Regions from separate parts of the Oryza sativa genome. Here region 1 is linked to region 2. Evidence: chromatin contacts called from public HiCAR-type data. All regions are on one chromosome and are shown on one strand. Each heading gives the region's core, a stretch centred on a gene start, on an enhancer-like site or on the middle of the called end of the contact. The rest is flanking DNA. Distances are from core to core; before and after follow the strand shown.

The links. HiCAR-type assays count read pairs that join an accessible place to other places.
Region 1: a HiCAR-type map of leaf shows a contact between it and region 2, with 2.1 times the contacts expected there. The contact joins the promoter of LOC4332437 here to the promoter of LOC4332420 in region 2. A contact is called at or near these places in 2 of 15 Hi-C or Micro-C datasets (leaf and panicle) and 1 of 4 datasets of contacts at active chromatin or transcription factors (leaf).

What each region holds. Positions count from the first base shown.
Region 1 is chr3:9,599,117-9,605,796 of ASM3414082v1, forward strand. It overlaps LOC4332437 (E3 ubiquitin-protein ligase CSU1), which reads left to right and starts at 4,552. Exons shown (of 2, transcript NM_001425735.1): 1 at 4,552-4,917; 2 at 5,665-6,606. The coding sequence starts at 4,679. The coding sequence ends at 6,343. LOC107278712 (kinesin-like protein KIN-5B) reads left to right here. Exons shown (of 22, transcript XM_015773437.3): 16 at 1-81; 17 at 157-240; 18 at 322-527; 19 at 834-935; 20 at 1,037-1,146; 21 at 1,232-1,383; 22 at 1,649-2,095. The coding sequence ends at 1,864.
Region 2 is chr3:9,464,798-9,471,495 of ASM3414082v1, forward strand. LOC4332420 (heat shock cognate 70 kDa protein) reads right to left here and starts at 1,727. Exons shown (of 2, transcript XM_015775442.3): 1 at 1,377-1,727. The coding sequence starts at 1,593. LOC4332421 reads right to left here and starts at 5,315. Exons shown (of 2, transcript XM_015773698.3): 1 at 5,116-5,315; 2 at 4,608-5,015. The coding sequence starts at 5,246. The coding sequence ends at 4,727. LOC136355727 (a long non-coding RNA gene) reads left to right here and starts at 3,219. Exons shown (of 2, transcript XR_010740039.1): 1 at 3,219-3,627; 2 at 3,707-4,515.

The DNA.
Region 1 (6,680 bases), core at 3,302-5,801, 140 kb after region 2:
GCGTCTAGGCTTATCGAACATATGGAGCAAAGCCAAGCAGAAAGCTCGTCCCAGCTCCTTAAATTCGAGGAGGATTTTAAGGTGATTGATTTGGTGTATGCAATGATAAAGTTCATTTATGTATTGTGTCGCTGATGATATCCTTCATTCTGATAGGAACTCTCTGTTCGAGAAGAGCAGGCTGCTCTTGATAAGATTGCTGGAATTTTAGCGGGCTTGACAGCCAAGAAATCTACAATGGTCAGCTTATCTATAGCCTGAGCAAATCCGTTATCCAAGTCTCACTCTATATCTTTGGAATAACAAGGTTCCCTTTATCAGGTATTGGACTGTGTAGGACAGCTGAACGGGAAATGCAGAGAAGAGCAGAAACATCTTAAATTGCAAATTTCCAACCTACAAAAGGTTTCAGACAGCGGAGGAAAGGAGGCCGCAGCCTATGCTGCAAAGGTAGAGAGCCAGTTCAGTGAGGATAAGTTATCACATTGTAAAATTAAAGATCAAATGGAAGACATCTTGCAGCAAAGGTACCAGTCTCACTTGCCTACCTCCTTTCTGGAATAAGTTCATTTTTTGGCCTCTCTCATTTGTCCCAAAATAAGTTCATTTTATATCGGAATTTGTGAAAGCAAATGATAAATGCATTGGAACATAAAGTGGGGAATGATTGCATGGAGATTTGATAAAGTTGGGGTATTTTAGTATTTTTGGTTTTGCATTGGTATGTGTAGGATGGGTGAAAACTGAACTTATTTTGGGATGGATGGAATACTTCCTTGTAAAATGCTTCTACTGCCACTTTTATTATGCTAAACGGGCATTGTTGACTGCAGCTTGAAGAAAACTGTACATTCTGTTTCTTACTGGTCACATACCGAAACATCTTTAGAACATCTGAATAAGATCTCAGTGGTGGAAGCTGATGATTTTATTGAGTAAGTTGTCACCTCTTTAAAGAAGTAACCATCATGGGTGATCTGATAGCCTTTCAGTTAAAAGCCTTTTCTGGCTTCACTTACTATTTTCTTTCATGCAGAGAAACAAGAAAAGAAAATGAAAGCATATTACAGAAGATGCTGATTGTTTCTACACAGAATGATGCAAAGTTTGCCGCCATTACATCTGACATGTTGACTGCTGTCAAGGGTAATACATCCACCTGACTACCTGGATTACATAATTATTTTACAAGGATGGGTTTTTTCTTGACATAGTGCATGCTCATTTCCAGATTCTCACTTGCGCGATAGTGAAAGTAGAATGAGAATAGAAACTGTGTTTGCCACTTCCTCAGACCATTTGGAAATGTTAGACACAAAACACAGTCAAGGCACCGAATCTATAAGAAGCATGACAGCCAAATGTCTTGAAAGGGATTATAAGGTAAGCTATTGCTCTTCTCAGTGCAGTTTGGACTATAATTGAAAGGGCATTCTTTTACCATGTATGATTATAGAAGATAACAGAAAGGCTACAAACCATATTTTAAGCCTGTATCAACCATAACAAAATTGTATTCATCTGGGATATACAATTTTTCAATGCTTTTAGAGGACTAAGGCAAATCCCTAAATGCAATGACTATATCATATCATCCTTAATTATCATATCTAATGACCATTCATCACTAATGCTGGCCACCTAACAGGCGAATAGTCCAGTTCGGCGTCGTCCAGGGGAGCTAATGACTAATGCGTACAGTTTAGAATCAATCGAGCAATTGAGAACCCCTGTACCAGATTTGGTGGTGAAATTCAGATCAGAGAACAATTTGGATGAAGTGGACAAAGGAAAGCGATATGTGGATCAAGGGACACGTACTCCTAGAAGTCCTCTCATGCCAGTCAATCACTATAACAAGTGATAAGGAAAAACAAATTGTAAAATTACTCAATTGTTGTAAAGATGGCAAGATCTCTTGCCCATTATCACCCTCTTAATTTAGCGTGTATCAGCAATCAGATTCTGTATGCAATTGTTTCCGATCTTAGGAATGTGGATGCCAAACAATCGATATGATATGATGTAAAAACCAACCTATCTTGTTGGTGCTGTATTGCTTTCCAAGGTTTTATGCAGTCGAATTTATCAGTAATGGTTTTTGTATAGATATGTATGGAATCTTTGACTCTATCCTGACTTACATGGTAACTCCGATTGGGTGATTGCTAATAAGGTTGCAAGTATGGTAAGCTTTAAAGGGAGTATATATGCATTCCTTCTGCAAATTTGCCCTTTCCATTCGTTGATATGTATAAAGCCGAATTGCTCGACCTTCTCATTTGTTGATACCTGCCGTAATGCTGAATCGATCAACCTTCTGATCAGTAGTTTCATGTCACCTGTCCATATCAGCGACTAAGAGGCAACAGGAGAAGGCAAAGAGGAGAACAGCAAGAGTATACTGAGAAGGTGGAGAGAACAATACTCAGAACAACCTTATGGAGCAGAGTCTCGCTGACAAAGATAATTTTGCGTCGCCCGCGGACCTAGAGGTATGTCCGCGTCTTCATTTGCTTCTGAAATTTCTGTCCGTTTTCATCGAGAGAATGCCTGCCATTCGCCATTTGTTCGTTCATTGAAGGTAGTGCTCCAGAATGGAGATCTACTTACAGACTCAAGGGTACCCTGTGTAGGAGTGTTCATCTGCACATTGTAGTCTTTAAAATCTTCTACATGTTTCACAGGCAAAAACGAAATCGCAATATGTCTTTTAGGTAACAACGATTTATTGCAAGTAGCCAAAGCTGTATCATGTTACAAGTTGCATTAATCTTTTGGCAGTATTATATCTTTTGGTGACAAACGGTCGTTCTTGAACATGTTAAACATATTAATCTAATCTTAGTACTCTTTCAAATGGTGGCATAGACAAGATAAGTATTATGTACCAAAGGTCCAAAAAAAATAAAGAACAATGTACCAAGTTGCATGAACCTCTACAAGTATAGTGTCAATAGCCACTTGAGCAGAAACTGAATACTCTCACCGTCATGAAATGTATGCTCAATACTACAATGTCATAATTGGACCACACATGCGCTTACCAATTGATGGGCTTAAGAAGCAAAACTAGAAATCCAATGACAATACACTTTAAATTACCAGTAGGTGACTGTATATTTCTACGTACTAATTTTGCATCCATAATACTAGCTTACAACTAACCAGATATGGTTAGTTTGTGAATCAAAAGTAAAGCTTTTACCAAGTCCCTTCCTATGTTTGCAGGAACGCAAATGTTTGGAGGAAAAGCTTTACTGGATCAGGCTGGAGCTGCAAAGAACAATCGCCCTATCTGCAGACGCCGACGAAACAATCTGCAAGCTATCATCCGCCGCGCGCAGGACGATGCAGGAGAGGGACGAGGCGAGGAGCCAGGGGAAGATCCTACTGGCGGAGCTCCAGGCAAGAAGGAACGCCCACGCGATGCTCGCGAGGAGAGCCCTCGTCTCCCAATCCGCGTCGCCTGACGCAGCAGCCTTCGCGGTCCACAGCAGCTGCAGCCGCGCTCTGCGGATGGGTCCCAAACCGTTCGCCGGGACGCCGCAAGGGCAACGAGACGCTCCGCACACGGAGGCGGGATGCACCTACCGGTTTGCTGGATCCGGCGGCCACAAGAACACCGCTGCTTCTGCTGCTGCTGCTTGTTCAACCAGTGCTGTTGTGCCGTCCTCCGGCCATGAGTTTGCTTGCTCAAGCCAGGAGGAGGATTCTTTCGACCCTGACATGTTCCTGGTTGATCCCTCGGAATCGCCGCAGGATTTTGCTGCAAACACGTCGAGCTCTGGCGTGCGGGATGATAGGCAATGGTGCGTCCTTGAACAGGCGAACCTGCAGGTCAGCAACTTATATAGCACACACAAGCAGTAGTATCTGCTTTAGTCTAAACTTATGTTAGCATTTGCATATGGAGAAGAGAAGCAACTCGGTTTGGCTTAGCGTCTGTTCTAATTGATGCCAAGATGAACCTTACCAAAATTTATCAATATTAAAATTTTGATAAATTAATAAAATTATCAAAATTTTATGATTGGTTTAATAATGTTGTCAAAATTCCATACACATAACCAATATATTTGATAACAAACTACATGTAACAACGTAATTTGGCTCTCGCGTTCCTAACATGCTCTCTCGATACGTGACGAGAACCACGGGAACGTTGTGATACGGATCGCCTCACTTGTACCCCATACATACGCCATGCGATGCACGGCCGCACGCACGCTGAGACTGCGCAGAGAATTTTTTTTCCCGTTTCCACCGTCTCGTTTCGCAGACGACTCCTGCTCTGCCTCTCGTTACGCGTGCGACTGCGACTCACCCGCGACGGGAGGACAACGACGGCGAGAAGAGAGGCTTCTCGGCAGCGGCCCGACCCACACCGCTGTCCGGACCGCAGGCTCGCCAACCGCACGGAACGGGCCGAAACTAAGCCGAGGCCTAGCCGTGAACGGACTCCCAGCCCAACCCACCCACGGAAGAGGGAAACCGATTCGAGCCCACCTCCTCCTCTTCCCCCCAGCCACACCCCCACCGTCAGCCCCCATCATCTTCTCCACTTCCCCTTCGAATCTAGGGTTACGACTCCGACCAACCTCGCCGTCGCCAAGCTCGCCGACTCACCGGCCTTCCTCGTCGGCCGCGGCGCAGAGGGAGAAGGTGGGGAGCGAAGATGCCGCAGCGGCACTCGAAGAACAACAACGACCTCGCCTTCTTCACGTACGAGGAGAAGCGGAAGCTCGGGTACGGCACGCAGCGGGAGCGCCTCGGCAAGGACTCCATCAAGCCCTTCGACGCCTGCTGCCTCTGCCTCAAGCCGCTCATCCACCCGCTCTGCTGCCCCAAGGGCCACACCTTCTGCAAGGAGTGCATCCTCGAGTGCCTCCTCGCCCAGAAGAAGGACATCAAGCGGTACCCCCAGATTCGATCCCGTCCATCAATTGGTCATATCATGAACGGTTTAATCTTAGATTTGGGCAGTTTAGCTGTCGGAATTGTGAAGTTGGTGGTTGCTAGTTGCTTGAAGAATTCTTGCGTTCCTTGTATAGTATGGATTTGGACTATTTGGTTGCTGTGAGCTGAGCCTGCGAGTTGTCGAAGTCCAAGCGTCTTGGGCGTTCGGAGGGCATCTCTTGTGAGTTTTGGTTGCATGCCACAGCAGATGTTGTGATGGAACTAATCGCAATACTGCGATGTAGTTTTGTCTTGATATTCCTGATTGAATTACTAGTGGGGGAAAAGTTAGATTTGTTTCGTTAGCTTTAGGTCACACCTGAATTTAGAATGAAATGATCTCCTATTGCGAATTGCCAATGGTCATTGGATTAATATGCCTAGCATATGTCATCACGGTCGATGACTGGTGAAGGATCCTTCACCAATATGTCGTGGTGATAGACCCTGTATAGTACAGGCTCAGTAGCCATGACTATGGTACCTTAGGCACCTAAACCTATGTCATTCTTTGGCTTGTTTTCACAGTATGTTTGTTAACCTCTTAGTGTTGATAGGCAAAGTGGTCTCCCTTTTGTACTTTGCTTACCTAGAATTCCTGTGGCCTAATGGACATCTGAAATCTCCGTACATAATCTTAAATCTTCTGCTTGTATAACTGAATGAATCGGATGGAATTCTGAGTGTTAATTCTTGTTCTTCCAGCAAACTTGCTGCTCATGAGGCCCAGAAAAAGCTGGAGAAGGAAGAGGAGGATGAGAAGCGTATGCTGCAAAAGTCCAAGGAGTTGGACGCTTTTGATCAGCAGAATCATGGAGCCGTCCCCCAATACCACGATCGCAGCGGCTCTGAAGACAAGAATGGTTTTCATGGAGCAAACAGCGTGAAGGTTACTTCCTTTGAGGAGGAAGCCCTTCGCAACATGAAGGCATTCTGGCTTCCATCAGCTACACCTGAAGCTACTGCCAAAGTAGAAGCTCCCTCCACTGACACAATCTGCCCCGAGGGACAGGAGAAGCTCAAGTTGAAATCGCTCTTCCCTATCTCCTTCACTGAAGAAAACACCGACCAGAAAAACAAGAAGTCGGTGGAGAAGAGCTACATGTGCCCCAGTTGCAAGTCTACCCTAACAAACACCATGTCCCTGGTGACGATCAGCACGTGTGGCCATGTCTTCTGCAAGAAGTGCTCTGACAAGTTCCTTGTAACTGATAAGGTCTGCTTGGTGTGCAACAAACCGTGCAAGGAGAGGAATTTCGTTCCTTTGGAAAAAGGAGGAACTGGATTCGCTGCCCATGATGAGCGTCTAGAGGCGAGAGATTTCAAGCATTTGGGGAGTGGTTCTGGACTGGGTTTAGTGAAACCTGCCCCAAAGAACTACTAGCCTCAAAATATCTTAGCTGCTGTTGTATATTATTTATGTTAACCTGAAAATTTTGTTTCAAGCATCCCCTTTCGCTGTGAACAGTCTGGAGCAAATTCAGTCTTGTTATGCTAGTGGCACTATGGTTGCTAATTGCAGCTTTGCTTATTTGCTATGGCTAAATGCGTTAGTTCGCAGCTGTTGTACTATTTATCTACCAAGTTTGAAGCACAGTCAAAATCATCTTTCTTGTTACATCGAAGCTATCGAATATGTATCGCATGATCTGATGGTAGGATCGTGTGTGTGTGTGTGTACATATATTGTTTTTCAGCCAAAGTCAATGTACAAAAAAAAA
Region 2 (6,698 bases), core at 477-2,976:
TATAGGCTCTAGGCTCTTCTTCCAATATATTTATTTTTATCTCTGAATTTTTATTATTTCTAATTGTATCTCTAGGTGGACTCTAAACTCATCTCTCAATATTCTTCAATTTTTAATTTCAAATTTCAATTACTTCCAAATTGTATTCCTATATTGACTTTAAACTCTTCTTCCCATGTTTTTCTTAATTTCGAATTTCAGTTATTTGTAAATTGTATTTTTATACGGACTCAAAACTCTAATTTTAATTTTATTATGTTTATTCTTAATTTTAGTTAGTTTTAAATTGCTATATGGATTCTATACTCTACTTCTAATATTCCTTATTTTTTAATTCCGAATTTCTATTTTTTCTTAATTGTATTTCTATATGGACTCTATACTCTACATCTAATATTCCTTATTTTTAATTCCGAATTTCAGTTATTTCCTAATTGTATTTCTATATGGACTCTAGTCTCCTCTTCTAATATTCTTTATTTTTTAATTCTGAATTTCAACTATTTCTAAATTGTATTTCTATATGGACTCTAGTCTCCTTTTCTAATATTCCTTATTTTTTAATTCCAAATTTCAGCTATTTCTAAATTGTATTTCTATATGTACTCTGCTTTTTCTTTTTCTCCAATTAATGTGAGAATTTCTAGGCCATGAGAACGAACGAGGCCATGAGAGCGGACGTGGAGGCTCCTTTTTCTATTTCTTTAATAATATAAATAGATGTGAACAAATATATTTTAATATTTAGTACATTGCATGTTAGATTTAGATTTTTATTTTTTTTAACTAGGGCCTGAAGCCCTCATTGGCACGTTTGGTTGGAGGGAGTTTTTAGAAGGGATTGGGAGTTCAGAAGGATGAGGCTATTAAGTGTTTTGTTTGGTTGAGAGACATGGAAATTTTGGTGGGATGGGATGGGGAATTGAGGAAGGAACTCCCTCCTTTTTAATACCTGCGTAGGGGCAGGTAATTGGAAGAGATCCCCTTTATTTTGTCTAAGCAAATCTCATCCATCCATTTTTATTAATGATCTAATCTCCAACTAAACTCCCTATCAATTTCCATCGCCTCTACCAAACAAGATATAGGATTAAAAATCAAATTCCCATTTTAATCTCATCATCAATTTTCTCGTGTAAACTCTCAATCTCTTTCCCTCGAGTTACCAAACAAGCCGTAATGTAACGGTAGAGAATAGAGGTCTTAATGTTAGGTGTTAGATGTAGTGATAATTTTGTGTTTTAGATGTTGCTATTTTTTAATAAATTTAATTAAATTTACCAAGTTTGATTTGATTAGAAAAAGAAACTAATTCCATAATTTTGACACCAAAAATCAAATAATTGAAGGCGGAAGCAAAGGAGCGGGGCACTTACCAAAGACGGTGTTGGTGGGGTTCATGGCGACCTGGTTCTTGGCGGCGTCGCCGATGAGCCTCTCGGTGTCGGTGAAGGCCACGTACGACGGCGTGGTGCGGTTGCCCTGGTCGTTGGCGATGATCTCCACCCTGTCATGCTGCCACACGCCGACGCACGAGTAGGTCGTGCCGAGGTCGATGCCGATCGCAGGGCCCTCTCCCTTGTTGCCCGCCATCTTTCTTCTCTTCCGATCAAATCAAATCAAGCTCTCCGCTGATGAACGATCGAGTTGTGTTGTTGCTCTTCTGATTCGCTCGCGCTGGGACGATTTTGCTCTGTTTTTTTTCGCTTCGATCTCTCGACTTTGGTGGGGGAGAAAGGCAAAGGGAGGGGATTTGCTTATATAGGAGCAGAGCGGCGCGGCGTTCACGAATGTTCGAGTAGGGGCGTGATGTGGGTGGCGCGAATAGGCGGAGGCGGTTTCGGCTCGGGGCCGGGCTTAAGGCTTGTGGAGGGTTCGGGTGTTGTGGCGCGCGCACGGGACGTCTCCAGAACGGTGCGGGGGGATGGTGATCTCTCTCGGTTCGCTCGCAGGTTTCGTGCGGCGGGTGGTTGGTGGGTTGGGTGCGACGACGTGAGATCTTCTTTTGGTTTCCTTTGGGAGGTTGGTCCGTCCGGCTCGACCGCTCGAGCGGGTTCCCGCGCCAAGTGGAAAACGCTGGAGTTATGTATAGCGTCTGTGCCTTCTTGGAGACGGCTTTTGCTTTTTTTTTTTTCCTTTTTCTCTTACGTTTCGCCACCTGGAACGTATAGAAAGAGATGGTAGATGGAAGGAGCCTTGTACGAGCCTGTTTGAGGAATTTTTTTCATTTTTAATTTTAATTTTTTTAATATTTATAGAAATATTATACCATCCAAAATATTTACACAATGGCCCCTGCCGTCCAAGTGGAGGGCTGCAAGGTGTGCGCATTTTGCACTTAGGTCCTTTGCCGCCCTCTACAAAGGCTGCAAGGGAGTAAATGCAATTTTCGCCCTACCAAAAATATATTTTCTAGTTTTTTTTTTCAACTTGTCCGTCCCTCGCGTCACCCTGCCACTCTCAGAGAGGGCGGTAGGGTCTATTTCTGTAAATATTTTCGTCGGTACAATATTTCTGTAAATATTAAAAAATAAAAAATGAAAAATGGAAAAAAAATTCCCTCTGTTTGCGCAGGTGCTATGCGTGCCGGGCCAGTCCGGTGTTCGTGCAGAGGCTCGACAGTGGTTAGCCGTTGGGCTGTGCCTGTGGCAGGCTGACAGCATCACCTATGTAGGCCCTTAGCTGTAGTTCATGGGCCGGAACACGGTAGCATATGGCCATGGGACCATGCATATCGTCACTTAGGGCAGGCCTAAATTAGGCTTGTCAAATTTTTTTGCAACCTTAACAATAATTGTGTATGTTTTTGACATGCCTATATAACATAGGCCATTTTAATAGCCAAATTAGTTTAATTTGGCTTCAATCCAAACACATGTTGGCCTTACCAAAAACATTGGTCACAAAACAAACTGGCCCTTAGTCTCTCTATTTGTCGGTCAGTCCTATTTTCGTCCCTTAACTACAAAACCGAATACGATCCATCCCCCAACTTACGAAAACCGGGCAAACGAGGTCCCTCGGTGGTATGAAGGGCGGTTTTGGCCGATGAGACGCCTACGTAGCTCCTTTGACTATGTCTTCGTCCCACGTGGCATCCACGTATCGCTTACATGGCAATTTTATCCCAAAAAATAATAAAAATCGTGGGACCATATATCAGCTACACAAAAAATAATTCCTCTCTCTCCGAGCCGGAGCAGGCGACGACTGGGGCGGAGCGGCTGACCGGCTGAGCGGGGTGGGACAGGGCGGGGCAGGCCGCAGCTAGAGCAGGCCGGCAGAGCGGCGTCGGCCGGAGCAGGCGAGGGGCAAGGCGGCGCTCCACGCGGCTCCAGCAGGCGGCGGCCGCGGCACAGACGAGGGGCAAGGCGACGGAGGACGACAACAACAACGCCGGCGCCGCAGGCGAGAGGTTGGCCGTGGTGGCGCCCATCCTCGCCGCCGACGCGGCCCTCCAAGCTGCCGATGTCCTCGTCATCGTCGTCTTTCACGACGGACCCACTGGCGGAGTTCCTCTGCTCAATCTCCGGCACGCTCGCCTTCTTCCCGCCGGCTGTCACCGTCGACCTCTCCGCGCTCCCCTCCGCCTCCTCCCCACCTTGCCGAGGTTGCCGCCCACCGTCGGTTCGCTCCGCCACCTCCCGCCTCGCTCGCCTGCTCCGTCATTCTCCTCGCCGCCCACCCGCCCTTCCCTTTCGTGCAGATCCAGGCCGACGCCCTCTCTGCTGCCGTCCCTCTTCTCGCCGCCGCCCCTCTGCTCTGTCGCCGCCGGCCACACGCCTTGTGGAGCTCGAGGCAGGTGTTGCGCTCTCGGTCGCGGAGAGGACACCCCCCGTGAAGTCCTCTAGCGTGCATGGGTGCGCGATGTGCAGCGCGGAGGGGACGCGCTTGTGAAGTCCTCCCGCGTGTTCAAGAGCTACTAGCGGCGAGCGGCGGCCTGAGGAGATAACCCGCCACAGTTGCCGCGCTCGCCGGCGACCTCCTTCTCTTCCTCCTCCTTCGGCTACCTCTGCCGCCGCTGTTCCGCCGGCATGCTTCGGCCGCCGTCGTCATCAGAGACGGTGGGGACTGGGATGACGACGACAACGATGGCGGCGATGGCTGTGAGGTGGCGCTGCGGTGCGATGAGGAAGAGGAGGGAGAGCCAAGAGGGAAGAGGATGACATGTGGGGCCCACCCACCATATTTATTTTGTTGTGTAGCTGATATCTGGGCCCATGGCTTTTATTATTTTTCCGATATATAATTGCCATGTAAGTGTCATGTCAATGCTATAGGATGAAGACCTAGTTAAACTAGTTAAACTAGCCACGTAGACGTCATGTCAGCCAAAACCGCTATCTAAACCGTACTAGTTTTGTAAGTTAGAAAATACGTTTTAGTTTTGTAAGTTGGAAAATAAGTTGTATCTAATTTTACGGTTCAGGAACGAGTTTTGTAAGTTGGAAAATAAGTTGTATCTAATTTTACGGTTCAGGAACGAAAATCATACTGACGACAAATTGAGGGATAAAGTGAACTTATTCCTATCCTTACCCATGTGATTCATGATTGAACACATCATACATCAAACATGGCCATTTTTTCTCGTTTGGACTTTGGAGTACAGACCACAACCAACGAGATCACAGTTTTATTCCATATATCAACAGATCAGTGGAGAACAGTTCACATTATTGAACATACACGGCTAAAATCCCCCAACCGAGCAGGCGCATGGCCGCTACGCGCGGACGTGGCTGCCCATGCGCACGATGATCCCGTCGATGTCCCTGACGTACCCGACCTTCTGGCCCCAGCTCTTCTGCTCCGGCGGGCTCACCGGCACGGCGCCGCTGTCCACGGCCCGCCGGTACGCCGCGTCGACGTCCGCGTAGTCGAAGCAGATCTCCACGGGCCCCCGCTCGCCGGCCGAGTCCGGCAGCTGCACCGCGCCCGTCAGCGCGTCCGTCTCCCTCTGGTGCAGCGGCGTGAACGCGATCGTCGTCGTCCCGCTCTCCAGCTCCGCCCACCTTATAATTCATTACACGTCACACGCATCAGGAAGTACTTTCAAGCAGCCAGTTAAAAATTTAAGACGGGGAAAAAAAATATTAACCGAGGATGGTTTACTTGTGGGATTGGTCGAGGCGGCGGACGGTGTAGCCGAACGCGGCGGAGTAGAAGGCGGCCGACTTGGCGACGTCCTTGACGTAGACGACGGTGTAGGCGAACGCCGGGCTCACGGCGCCTTCGGAGGCCATGACACTCGCCTGCTGAGGTTTGTCACGTACGGCCTGAAGACGACGCTTGTGTTGTGCAGTGCAGTGTTCGGTCTTTCCTGGAGCCCACGAGCTCCCATTTGTGCGTGCGGGCGCAGCCGCCAGAGTCGGCAGACCGGGGAGGTGGCGCGCATGCACGCGGTGACCACTCCTCCTGCCTCCACGTACGTTTGCCTCTGGCTTTCCCTGCTCATTGCTCATCGTCATCGTCATCGGTGAGGATGTCTCCGGCCGGTTCGGGCCGAGCAAGCAGCAGGTTGCACGGCCCACACATGTAAGGCCTGTCACGTATGGGCTCGGAGAACGGTTTCTTTAGCAGGCCGAATATCCAGGCCCTTTTTCACTTTTTGCCAAACACTCAACTGGGCCGCAGCATCCTCAACTGCAGCTGCAAGGGTGAACATCTGACCTAGCTAGATAGATGCTGCCATAGTGCCATGGCATATTGGCATGGAGTCGACGGGATGAGGTCAAGATAGTGGACGTCGTTGGCTCGTTGCAAGTTGCAACTGGCCAATCGTGCTATAGAAATCGGTGCTGATTGGGCGGTATATCCGGTTGGATCGCTCCTAACTCCGAAATTTTGTTAGGTATGTCACGTCGTTTCCGCAACTAGTTCATCGTCCTGCCGATATATCTGGCACTAAGTTTGGACTTTGGGGCTATGTACGTAAGCAGCAAACTCTATCTTCAAAGCATCCCAGCACACGCCAATAGCAGGCATTATATGTGACTCCAGAGCGAACCGCCAAGGCACAGTTTGTAAAGATTTGACCAGACCGAAGTCGTTATAATACTCCCTCCGTTTCACAATGTAAGTCTAGCATTTCCCACATTTATATTGATGTTAATGAATCTAAATATATATATCTATCTAAATTCATTAACATAAATATGAATATGAGAAATGCTAGAATAACTTACATTGTGAAACGGAGAAAGTACATTTAAAGTTCACCCCCGTAGTTTTCATGACCTGTACATGCTCCGTTCAATTTTGGCAGAAGTTGTGGAACGTACAGCCATATATCTAATTATTATTACTCCGTAAGGAGACTAACTAAGGAGATACATGGTGGATTAATATGACACACTATCTAAGCTTCTAAATGGTGTTATTTTTTAAAAACACTTATATATATATATATGAATTTTTAAAAAACTATTATGTGTTCATTTTTCAACTTTGTATTACTTAGTTCATTCATTTGTACCTTAATAGTAATCACAAAATCACTCAACCATTCATCTATTCAGCAAATAAAAACATAGTGCAAAAGGGCATGATCGATCAGATGGTGACACACACAGTAAGATGTAGCTAGAGCGCCATTTTCAATCTGCTAAATCAATTCAGTTGGAGAGCGCAAGAACCGATCGAGTAGTGATCAACTGATCATTAAACGATTTCTTATATATAACGTTATGAGATCA